Regions from separate parts of the Sus scrofa genome. Here region 1 is linked to region 2. Evidence: chromatin contacts called from public Hi-C data. All regions are on one chromosome and are shown on one strand. Each heading gives the region's core, a stretch centred on a gene start, on an enhancer-like site or on the middle of the called end of the contact. The rest is flanking DNA. Distances are from core to core; before and after follow the strand shown. Region 1 has its middle 130 kb from the start of FAM174B. Region 2 overlaps FAM174B (membrane protein FAM174B).

What was found. Hi-C and Micro-C count contacts between places; a contact is called where the count stands out from the background.
Region 1: a Hi-C map of omental adipose tissue shows a contact between it and region 2, with 4 times the contacts expected there. The contact joins two enhancer-like sites. A contact is called at or near these places in 1 of 5 promoter capture datasets (liver), 24 of 47 Hi-C or Micro-C datasets (alveolar macrophages, brain, embryonic fibroblasts and 14 more) and 2 of 2 datasets of contacts at active chromatin or transcription factors (alveolar macrophages and skeletal muscle).

The regions. Positions count from the first base shown.
Region 1 is chr7:86,304,733-86,310,627 of Sscrofa11.1, reverse strand. It overlaps a transcript of FAM174B not described here. Among named protein-coding and RNA genes, the nearest start is that of FAM174B, 130 kb to the right of the region's middle. Within about 2 kb of position 2,432, at least 6 of the 83 cell types and tissues checked have an H3K27ac peak or open chromatin away from gene starts, as enhancers often do. A contact at or near this core is called in omental adipose tissue and retroperitoneal adipose tissue, where this site is marked.
Region 2 is chr7:86,213,751-86,220,097 of Sscrofa11.1, reverse strand. All of the region lies in intron 1 of FAM174B (membrane protein FAM174B), which reads right to left. Among named protein-coding and RNA genes, the nearest start is that of FAM174B, 35 kb to the right of the region's middle. Within about 2 kb of position 2,192, at least 9 of the 83 cell types and tissues checked have an H3K27ac peak or open chromatin away from gene starts, as enhancers often do. A contact at or near this core is called in omental adipose tissue and retroperitoneal adipose tissue, where this site is marked.

The sequences.
Region 1 (5,895 bases), core at 1,183-3,682, 90 kb before region 2:
TCTCCTCACTCTAGTCCTGCCTTTCAGTGGCTCCAGAAGACACAGGACCAGATCATCTCTCTAGAGGTCACAGCTGCTTGAGCCGATACTGGACAGGTGAGCCGACAAGTCCCCAACTGCTCGTAGAAGAGTGGGCCATTTGGAGTCTGGGTGCCCCCAGTTGAGGAACATCTAATCCTCCACTTGGAGAGGAAGGCAGTAACGCTTGGGACGTGGGATCCCCAAAGTTGGCCCCTGAAGTGTCCAGAATACGAACAAAAAGAGGGGGGCATCAGAGGAGGAAGATGTCAACTCAGTTCCATATTCTTTCCAGCCCAGCTTTGCTTCCCCAAGACCCAACCCACTCTGTAAGAAATGGGTCTTCCTGGAGGAAGAACTGGAATATCCAGGTAAGAGGGGGGCCTCTGCAGCCTCCTTTCCCACCCCTCCCCTCTCCTCCCTCTGCCCAGGGCCCCACTCTCCCCAGCACCGGTTACCACAAACGCCTTGCCCCAAGGCAAGAACCAAGGCAGGAGACCCCTGTTCTCCCCCCACCTCAGCACTCTCCACACCCTAGAATCCCACAGAACTGCACTCTGGGCTCCTGAGCTTTATCCCAGCCCCAGCACTGGGTGGCAACAGCACCCAGGGCTTCAGACCTGGAGAAGCGCTTGACCAAAGCCTCGGTCTCCTCGCTGGAAAAGCAGAAGAGGTAACAGAAGCTAAAGAACTGCCATCCGCATTCACATGTCAGTGCTGGGTGGTGGTGGCACAAGCACTTAAAGATACTAAGGCATTTAGGATCTCTGTTGCCTTATTGATTTTCTGGCAAGTTGCTGAGGTAGGGAGGGAGAGGTGGACTGGGAGTTCGGGGTTAATAGATGCAAAGTGTTACATTTAGAATGGATAGGCAATGAGGTCCTGCTGTATAGCACGGGGCACTATGTCCAATCACTTGTGATGAAACATGATAGAAGGCAATATGAGAAAGAGAGTCTGTACAGATGTATGACTGGGTCACTTGGCTGCACAGCAGAAGTTGACAGAACAAGGTAAATCAACTCTAATAAAAATTTTTTTAAAAAAGATACTAGCGCATTCACTTCACAATGCCCAGATGGAGGTGGGTGCTATTACAGGTAAGTGGCGGGGGGGGGGGGGGGAGCGCCGCGTAGAGGTTAAGGGCCGGATCCAAGGTCCCATGGAGGCAAATAGTAGAAACCAGGACTCCAATCGAGCTTCAGAGCCTGAGCTTGTAAGACGGCACCTGGAACCTATCAAAAGCACAACCACAGCAGCGGATGCTCTGCAGTCGCAGACACTGTAGTCAGACAGAGGCCGCCCGAGATGGGGTTCCGCCTGCAAACCTCTGTCCCTCGTACTCGCACAGCCTTAGAAGACAGAAGCGTGCCTGGCCCTTTCACCTCTACAACCCCACAGGCCCCACATCATGCCTTGTGGCTCCCTGAACTCCAGCTGGAAGTGCCATAGAGCACCCACCACGGTCACACACACACACACACACACACACACACATATATACACACACACACCTCACCTTGTGGACAGCTAGGAATTTCAGTGTCTCGGCCAAAAGGGCTCAGCCAGGAGGTGGCCCAGCTGGAAGACTCCAGGCTGGCCTGCCAGCCACACCTGGGCCACCTCTCCACCGGCAAGGGGTGAGCAGTGGACAAGGGGGACTGATTGATGAGGCGGTGTGCCGTGCCCCTGGGGGAGCTGGCAAGTGAAAAGCAGATTATTCCATTTCATTACCTTATGTGGTACTTCTACTACTCTGCCATTCTTCACTTGGTCTTCCAGAACACTTTCAGCCCTTATTTTCCATGGAGAGCGACGCCAAGTACACTTGAGAGAGAGAAGAGGGCACTGGTGCCCATCCAATCTCCAGGGAATTGGGAAGGAGCTCGAGAGGGTCGGGAAATGGGGGTGGATGCCAAGCCTGGTGGAATCAACCATGGTCTCACAATCTTATCACGTGAAGGACAGAATCACCACGGAGAAAACTGACGTGCTCTCAGAACAGCAGCAATCTCGAAGCGCGTCCCTACCGTCTCTTGGATAAGAAAAAAAAAGAAACATGGAAAAATCAACTTGGGGAACAGTCTGGGCTAACCTCACAGGCCACCGGACAGGCTCTTCACTGAGGGTATGGGTCTGCTTCAGCCTCCCGCCCCCGGTTCTAACGTTGTACAATGATGCAGATGCCGTCAGAGCTGACACGCAGACCATGTGCCTCCTTTTCCCTGGTGCGCGGCCAGAGCCCAGTCCCCACGGAACCCAGCTGCCCTCAGTGTGTGCTGGGCCCAGGGCAGCATCTCAGCCTACAGCCCGTTCCCCTTCTCCTGTCATTCCTTGTGGCCTCCCCCTCGCCTGTGCACACCCCCGCCCGCACATCTCCATCCTGGTCACAGCTGGCCACTCTCTGACTGAGGTGTAGGCGCACAAACGGCCCCAGGCAGGATGGCTTGAAAGCCAGCTCAGGGATCTTCAGGCAGAAAATTCTAGGGCAAGCTCTGGAAAAGGGGGGGGGGCGTGGGCCCCAGATGGCATCTCCCCTCCACCAGCTGATTGTTTTCCCCATCAAGAGGCCACAGTCACAGGGGGGCCTTCTAGAGCATGGGGTGCGGGTTGGGACATGGGACCTCAAGGTCCTGGGCCCAGAACTCAGACATCTTATGAGGGAGCTGCTGTGGTCTCAGAAGGGGAGCCCTCCACGGGGCAGGAGACTCATGGTCCATGTCCATGGCAACCAGCTGACCCAACACAGCGACAAGACCTTCCCAGTCCAGTCCCCCACGTACAAAAATGAAGACAGTCACTAGCCTCGCCGCATTGTTGGCTGGATTCGAAGGTGTTGAAGGGCTGGGCCAACGTGAGATATATGGGTCTTATGGGAGTGAGGTTCTCACAGCCTGAGGCCCCTGGAAATGATGGCAGAAAACTCCAGGTCGGTTCCAGAAACGACACCCACCTAAAGGGACTCTCCCAAGGCCTGAATAAGAAAGGGGAGGCAGAAAAGTACCTGTCCCGCAGGAGGGACTCTGACAGTGCTCACAGTGGAAGCAACCATTTCCTAAGTGGCCCAGTGCCAGGCACACGCAGCTGCACTTGGCTGAACTATTCCTGTTAATGATCCTAATAAGGAAAGAAGGAAGCCTGCTCCCATATTACAGATGAGAAAGAAAAGTGAGGCCAAGCTCGCACGGCGCATGAGCAGCCAGACCGGGGACGGGCTGTCTGCATCCAGATTCTCAGCATAGCCAGGCTGGCTTTCCTGCCAAGAGTAATCCACAACATTACCTGCTTGCAGCACCCCACGTGAGTAGGCTAATTCAACGTATAAGCCAGAGACTGTGGGCCTCCTGCTTTGCTGACAGACACACAGAGCTCACCAGGCTCCACATCAATCTGACTCATCACAAACCCATCCCCAGGGAAACAGAGTTGAGAAGCCAGCCAGCCTGGCGAAGGTCCAGCCTGAAATCACAGCCCAAGGATTTGCAAGGAGGGTCACACCGAGTGCTTCGTGGACCAAAGGCTCAGGTGGCTCAGGTAGCAGTGCAGGTGCGTAGTGACAACCACTAGGACTGTTTGCTTCTATTGGGCTCCCCAAGAGTCATGCAAAATAAACCCTGGTTTCACAAACTGCATGCTGGGCACACTGGGTCCACATCAAGTGTTCTCAAAGCCTCTGATTGATATAAACCACTAGTATTTCCAAACACAAAGCACTGGATCCCACCTGTCTCAGAGGGAGCAGCTTGGGGGTCTTGTGGGGCAGACCCTGTCTGCATGGTGGGCTAGTGGAGACACCTCCCAGCCCCCAGAGATCACTTGCTCCTTGCCCTCAAAGGAAGTCACCATTTAATTAAGACCTAACCCCAATATCTTCAGAAGTCCCAGGAAGGTGTCAGTGGTGAGAAATGTCAGCAGTATTGGGACCTGCAAATTCATGATGCTGCTCTGGGAAGAGGGGTGAGGGGAAGGGTGAGATGCTGAGGAAGGCGCCCCTCCCCTCCCCTCCCCACTTCCTTCTCCAGGAAATGACAATACAAACACTTCAACCTCTTGAAATGATCTGGTCACCCACCTCCCACTGGCAAGTTTAGGGCACTGGGGCACCCCACCCCCCGATCCTGTTCTTCTAGATCATTTCCCCGATTCCACTGAAATGGTACCCAAACCTAGGAATGCCACTACAGGGGACACAAATACAAGACTTCATAGGGGCCTTTTGGGGATAATGTGCCAAGGTTCACCCAGGCTCTCTCCAACCCCACACAGTATGAGAAGAGCCATATCGTGACTACTTTGTGAAAGAAAACACAGGCAACAGCCATGCCAGCTCCGAGCCGCGTCTGCAACCTACACCACAGCTCGAGGCAACACTGGATCCTTAATCCACTGAGCGAGGCCAGGGATCGAACCCACAACCTCATGGTTCCTAGTCAGATTCACTTCCACTGCGCCACGATGGGAACTCCTAGATTATCTTTAATTACAGGCTTTCTGTAGGTCCTACAGGGCACACTGGGGAAGACTGGTTTTTGTGTGTAGAAGGCCCCATGGTGGGGGTTGATCCCCAACTGAATCCTCAAAAACAAAAGGCAAGAAAAGGCAAGGTGCACCATCAGCCAACGGGGGTAGAGGGGGAGCGTTGACCCCAGACCACACAGGCTCTCCCTCAGGCCAACCCCTCCTCCCATGGGAGCCTTCAAAGGAACCCACCCACCTGACAGGACCAACCCTCACCTGGGGGGTTCGCAGCCTGGCAGCCCCCCCCCCACCCCGGGAGAAAAAGCCACGTGAGACACCTCAGGCTGCAGCTCCGGCTGAAGAGAAGATGGAGCCCAGGAGTAGCCCCTCTGGGAAGAGTCAGGCAGACCATCGACAGCATCTCCATAACTCCCAAGGAGTCCGCATTAGAACGGGAGCAAACAGGAGCTCCCACTGTGGCTCAGTAGGTTATGAACCCAACTAGTATCCATGAGGATGCAGGTTCGATCCCTGGCCTCTCTCAGTGAGTTAAGGATCCAGCATTGCTGTGAGCTGTGGTGTAGGGCACAGACGTGGCTTGAATCCCACATTGTTGTGTCTGTGGCATAGGCTGGCAGCTGCAGCTCCGATTTGCCTCCTAGCCTGGGAACTTCCATATGCTACTGGTACAGCCCTAAAAAGCAAAAAAACAAACAAACGGGAGCAAACAGGCCTTTTTTAACCTGCATTTTCTCACCTGTGCGCTAAGCCAGCCTGGACTTCTCTGCCTGTTCCTTGGCCCCTAAGCCAAGCCAGGGCAGAGGCAAGAGTCAGCAAGCAGCTTCTGACACAGGTGGTTCTCTACTCTTTGGAGATACCCCAAGATTCTCCAAAAGCAATGAGGGTTCAATGTCCTCACCAGAGAGGCAGCCTCCAGGAAATGATGTGCTATACCCACAAGTGCATATGGAAAAACAGGACGGCCCTCTCCCCCCACCCACCCTACACCATTTCATTCCTAAGCTTTCTTTCCAAAGCCCCAGGACCAGGGAATGGCCCAAGGGCCCCACTTCTCCTCCAAGCCTCGGGCCCACAGCCCTGATCACAAAAAGGCACCTCGCTGGCTTCCATCTCAAAAAGCATCCAAAAAAACAACCAAACCGATGCATAGAGGTTCATGCCAGAAGGGTGCTTTATTGAAGAGTCTGTAGTGCTGAAGCTCTGCCATCTGGAAGGTCATCTCAGAGGCTGCCTCTACCAGGCCAGGTGGTGAGCACATGGCAGATAGAGGCCAGCGCTTACGCATGAGGCAGTAGAATCCAGCTTTTCCACTGATGGTTTGGCCGCAGTTGTCGGAAAGGCAAGTGTGAGCCACAGTTCCAGTTCAAAGGTTCCAAGGGCGCACAGCTGCTAGGTGGC
Region 2 (6,347 bases), core at 943-3,442:
TTGCTGGAGGCTCTCTCAAAGCAGCGGAAGATCAGCAGCCCTTCGAAGAATCAACACCCCCAGCTCTCAACCAACCACTGACAAGCTAGAGTATAAATACCCCAGATCCCTTGCCCCTCAGATGGGATAATCCTCTACTACCTCCTACGAATCCTGCAGGATGGAGCTGCAGCTGCTCATGGTGGGAGCTGGCTTCATAGCACCCCTTTGTTGGCTGCCTGCCCTCCCTTGTCTCACTCCCCCAACTCCTTACTGCGTGTCTCAGGTTTGCTTCCAGAGAATCCCAAACCAAAGCAATTAGGCAATTGCTGACTGCCAGGTACCAAGCTAGAGGCTTTATACATATCATGCAGCTCTGGTACAGCTTCTATCAAGAAAGGAAACATCCAATACTGCCCATGCATAAAGGGAAAGTCCAGGCCCTTGTTTCAAAACAAGCATCCAAGATGATGCAGGGAGAGCAATCCAGTTCGACGCCAACCCAGGTGAACAGAATGTGACTGAACAGATCCTTTTCGGGTCATGAAAGCTTGACAGAAGAAAAACAAGGTCAGCGGAGGGAGAACCAGCATATCAAATGCTCTCCTGCTGTCAAGGGTTGTGTGTCCTGACTGGGTACATGCTCCTTGGAGAAATCATTTCACCAAAGTAGCTGGGATCCAGCCTGCCCAGCTTTTGCGAATCTGTTCCTTGCTCCGGGACTGGCCTGAATTCACCACAACAGGTAGGAGGAAAGGAAAACAAAAAACAAATAAACAAACCAGGTCTCTGTGCCTCTTCTAGCAAAGGCAGAGTGAACTCTAGTTAAGTTTGGGAGCTGGATCATTAGCATCTCATTAATGACTCTAATCTCTCACAAGCACAGAGAAGGCACGGAAAATCATTGCCTAAGCCACAAGCTGTAATTGCTGCTGTCCTTCTAAGCAAGGGGGGAAACAGGCCATGCTTTGTGGCTTCTTCAGAACAAAAGCCCCATTCCTTAATGAGATTTCTTAATTTAGGGCAGGAGAAAATTTTTGGGTTATTATTAGGCCACAAATGAAGGCTTGTTTCATTTAACTGCCCCACTTAGCAAAAGAAACTTTGCTTTGGTAATTAAAGAATTATTTTTAAGTGTTAGAGGTTGCTGGATAACCTTGAGTGAAACCTCACATGTGATCAGGCTTTGGTGCCCCCATCTGTAAGTTTAACAAACTGGGGCAAATGTTCCCCAAGGCTTTGTCCAGCTCAAACAGTCTATGGTTTTGTTCATTCCCTTCATAGAGTTCTCTTCAAAATCCACATCTTAATCCTGTCTGTTCTCTCTAACCCTCAAGGTCTTTGGATACTATTGGGGACCACGGTACCTCCTGCTTGCAAAGTATCTCCAACCTGGTTCCCCAGAGGATCCCATCTTTGCACTAAGACAGCAACATCTCCCCTCTGCCACCGTGGGAAAAAAAGATAATCATCTTTCAGCCCCATATGTGGAGTCATCATGAGGTCTTCTCCTGGCTGAGTTAACCACACAAATCATCACCCCAGGAGGAAGTTCATGGGCACTAGAGAGGGGCAGCCCTGCATTAGGAAGGCTTTAAAACCCATACTCATAAAATGTGGTAGGAAAATTCATCTTTGAGGTTTACGACCAACAAAATCTGCGATGTCTCTTTTATGGATACTTTTAATGTTCTCTGCAGAGCAGTGAGCGGCTGACCCTGGAGGAAGTGCCGATTATCTTCCTGAGTGGAAACAAGAGATGGTAACTGTGTGTCCCCAGTCGGTGACCCTGCCCAGGCTGGTAAACCAAACTCCAGGCTCCAAAGGGTAGCTCGTCCTGGAGGCTTCTCAAGACTCCTGGCTTCACACAAAATGAGAAAAATTCAGTTCCACCACTTAGAGTTTGGGGACTTTCCCTGGGACAATTGTCCTGGAAGGGGTGCTAGTGACCCCATTCCAACTGGCTACCCCCATGTGTTCTCTGTCGGCAGTCACCATGGAGACAACATAGGATGCCCTTTGAGGGCTCTTGTACGGCGTTTATTCTCCTGGCTACTGGCTCTTGACCCTAATCAACCCACCCTTCCCAACAATAACCTAAGCACCTCAAGGAGCCTGGATCATGCCTTGGGGAGTCTCATGAGAGGTCCCTATGTGCCCTGGGCCAGCCCTTCCTTTGGCCTCTCTGCTTCTGCCCAGCAGCCTGGCCCTCCCCAGCTTGAGCCTCCTCGGAGAGCTGGTCTCTTTCTGCTGATCCCTAATTGCCCTGTGCAGATACTATCTCTTCCTGTAAGGATTGTTTCTGCACAGTAAACAGAAACCTCCTGGCGGAGATCCAAAAACCAATCATCCTGAAAACTTATCACTGGCTCCTTGGAAGTAAAAGGTCCCGTGTCCTGCCCCAGCCTGTCTCCTCCCAAGCTTCCTGACTTCTCGGTGAACTTGCTGCACTCTCTTTCAAAATACTTCTCGCTCTGTTCAAACTGCAAAGGGCAAAAAGACTTAATGAAGTTCAAGATGACCCACTTCCTCCAAGCATCACTCCATGTTTTCAGTAGTGATAACACTTTGTCTCCCTGTGAAGCCCGCCCGCTCATATTCCCAGAGTCAGCAGACCCTTCCTGCTCCAGGGAGGAATCTTTTGCCGTGGAAGCTAAGCTGGGCTGATGGAAGCCCCAGGTGTCATTGGTCTGTTTCTAACTGAGCCTTTAGGATGGGAACCCTGGCCCATGTGTCATCAAAGGGCTCCCAGGATCCTAGGGAGGTGCTGGTGACACTGGGCTCTGCCAACTGAGACTCAGAACCCAACTGAGACTCAGAAACCAGCTCAGTGACCTCTAGTGACACTATTGGACCCCAGAACTGAGAAGGACCCTAGAAACCACTTAGTGCAGGGGTCAGGGTCGGCTCCTCTTTGCTAAAGATGCCTCACATGGGGACAGGATTTGGGAAGAAGCAAAAATAGGAAAGGAGTTGGAAGGCAGGCTCTCTGAGGCCACATCAACCTAAGCACCTCCCTGGTTAACTGCTGTATGCATTTTAGGCATTCTATATACAGGGCTACCATTTCTGAGCATTTACTGCATGCCGGGAACTCTGCTAAGAGCTCATTATGCCTTATCTCATAATGCCATTTATTCCTACAACCAACCTACGTGGAAGGAATTATTATGAACCCTATCTGTCAGGTGAAGACATTGAGGCTCAGAGCAGCTGTGACTCACCAACATCACAGAGCCTGTACAGAAGGGCACCGGGAATCTCAAGCTGTCATACACTGGACCCCTGCACTTAACCACCAGGCCACAATGCACAAGCTCTTGATTGAAGAAAGACTGTGACTTTGGTAAATAAAAATCAATTTCTCCAGAAAATGTAAATCAAAACCACAGTGAGAGGCCACTTTGTGCCCACTAGGATGGCTATTATCAAAAAACAAGAGTTGTGGAGTTCCCATTGAGGCACAGCGGAAATGAATCCAACTAGTAACCATGAGGTGGCAGGTTTGATCCCTGGGCTCGCTCGGTGGGTTAGGGATCAGGCGCTGCTGTGAGCTGTGGTATAGGTCTCATATGCAGCTCAGATCCTGCATAGGTCAGCAGCTGTTGCTCTGATTAGGTCCCTAGACTGGGAACTTCCATATGCTGTGGGTGCGGCCCTAAAAGCAAAAAAAGTGTTGTGAGAATGTGGAGAATTTGAAACCCTTGTGTTACTGGTAAAAACGTCAAATAGTGGTCACGGTGGAAAACAGAATGGCTGTTCCTCGAAAAAATTATACATGTAGCATGACCTTTTAATCCAGCAGTTCCACTTCTGGGAAAGACCCAAAAGAAAGGAAAGAAGGGATTCAAAGACATATTTGTACACACATACTCAGAGCAGCATTATTCACAACAGTCAAAAGCTAGAAGCAACCTAAATGTCCATTGACAGATAAATGGATAAACAAAGTGTGGTCTGTACATACCACTGAATATTTGGAAATTCTGACACATGCTAGAACACATTGCAACATGGATAAGCCTCGAAGACACTGCACTCAGTGAAATAAGCCAGATACAAAAAAGATAAATACTTTTTGATTCCACTTACATGAGGCCCCTAGAGTCCTCAAATTCATAGCGACAGAAAGTAGAATTGTGCATGCCAGGGGCTGGGGAAGAGGGGATGCCAGTGGCTGGGGAGCTGCTGTTTAACAGGTACAGAGTTTTAATGGCTACAGATGAAAAGAACACTGAGGATGTTGGCGATGGTTGCACAATGATGTGAATGTGCTTAATGCCACCGAACCATATACTTTAAAATAGTGAAAATGGTAAATTTCAGGTTATATATTTTACCATAATGAAAAAGTTAGTTTTGTTTTGTTTTTTTCGTTAAATTAAAATGTTGGAGTTCCCACTGTGGTGCAACAGGATTGACCGTGTCTCTGCAGCTACAGGGACATGGGTTCGATCTCCAGCCCAGCACAATGAGTTAAGGATCCAGGTTTGCAGCAGCTGTGGTGTAGGCTGCAGCTCCAGCTCAGATCTGATCCCTGGCCCAGAAATTCCATATGCCACAGAACAGCCAAAAAAGGAAAAAAATTAAAATGTTAAGTTTCATGTCAAGTATATTTTGCCACAATTTCGCAAAAACCAAGTTCTCCATTCTTTCTTTGAAAAACATGGGCCCACAGGGGAGAAGATACCTGTGTGGAGGGCCTCCTCTCCACCCCACCTGTCTGTCCCCCTTTTTTAGCCTAGGGCTACCTGGAAGCAAAGACCTTCTCCCCATCCATTCATGACAGGCACTGCTGGGCAAATGCTCACTCAGAAGCAGCTCCACTTCTCTGCCTTTTTCTGCTCTTTCTCCAAATGCCTTTTCCACAGATTTTGAGGTTCTAAGGATGGCCACTAGGGCTGCAAAATCTGTAGCTGGCTTGTGAAAGAACTTAATGAAAAGAGATGAGGCTATGAGGGTGGGCAAAGGCGAGTGCTAGCTACCCTAGCTTCACAGCTTCCAGAAATGCCAACTCTCAGAAATGGCTTTTGTCCCCGCCCCCCCTCTCATCCCCACCCCCACCCCAAGTCTGCCCCTTTTCATTCAGGTCTTTCAGGTCCATGGAAGCAAATCCCTCTCCACTTCAGCTCTCTGGTGCCATCTTGTGTTAGTTTAGCCACAAAGTGGGGCTTGTTTTTTTTTTTTAATCTAACATTTTTAAAAAACAATTTTTAAAGTTTTATTGTAGAATTTCTCCAATATTCTATAATAACATAACAATATTGCATTAACAATACCAACAATATTCTAGAGAAACTCAGCTTCACCCATTGTTTTAGCAGCAAGTAGTCAAAGCCTTTTTTCCCCTGAACATATCCATAAATATTTCAAAGATAACCTTAAAGTGTAGAAGCTGGTTTTATTCATCTTGCCTTTAGCATTGCTTTTGACAGAGAAACTACCTATGAAATAAAAAGGAAGGTACGTTTTGTGTTTAAAGTTTTATCAGAGCCAGAAGAGGAACGGTTTAAGTAAAAGATATTATAATCCCCGTCTTTACCTGGTGTCTCAACTCAGCACACTGCACATGGGTATGACCTAAACAGAAGCTAGTAGAACTGTCTTGTTCATATAAAATAAATGTAGCCCAGGGACACTCCCTAAAGACTGGACCTATGTGGTAGATTATGCTGCAAAAACCAAAATTGATATCTCGAAAGGGAGGAAGAGGAAGCAAATGACATGTAATTGTGAAAAGAAATAAAACCATTAGTTAATCTAGTAAAACTGATTAATCTAGAAAAACCTAACAGCAAGATTGTAAGCAGGAGTTCCCGTGGCTCAGTGGTTAATGAATCCAACTAGGAACCATGAGGTTGTGGGTTCGAACCCTGGCCTCATCCAGCGGGTCAAGGATCCAGCGTTGCTGTGGCTGTGGTATAGGCCAGTGGCTACAGCTCTGATTAGACCCCTAGCCTGGGGACCTCCACATGCCACAGAAGCGCCCTAGAAAAGGCAAAAAGACAAAAAAAAAAAAAAATTAAGATTGTAAGCACCTGCACTTCAGAAGTTTCCTGCGCTTTCTTATTCTTGCAGAATGGCAAATAAATCTTCCCTTTCTTCACAAAGAAGTAAAGGAACGAAAGGTGCTTCCAGCGAGTTGCACAGAAAGAAAGGAAAAAAAAAAACACCACTTTGATGTTATAATCCCCCCTTAAGTTACCTGTCATTGAGAGGCTTTAAAATATCTGCTCCACTCACAGAGGCCCAAAATGAAGGGAGACTCAGGACTGAAACACAGGCTTTGTTCTGGAGATGTGGCCTTTCTCCACTGACCCACTCCACTAAGCCTGCAGAGTTCAAATGCAAGAGCGGCCACAGGATCT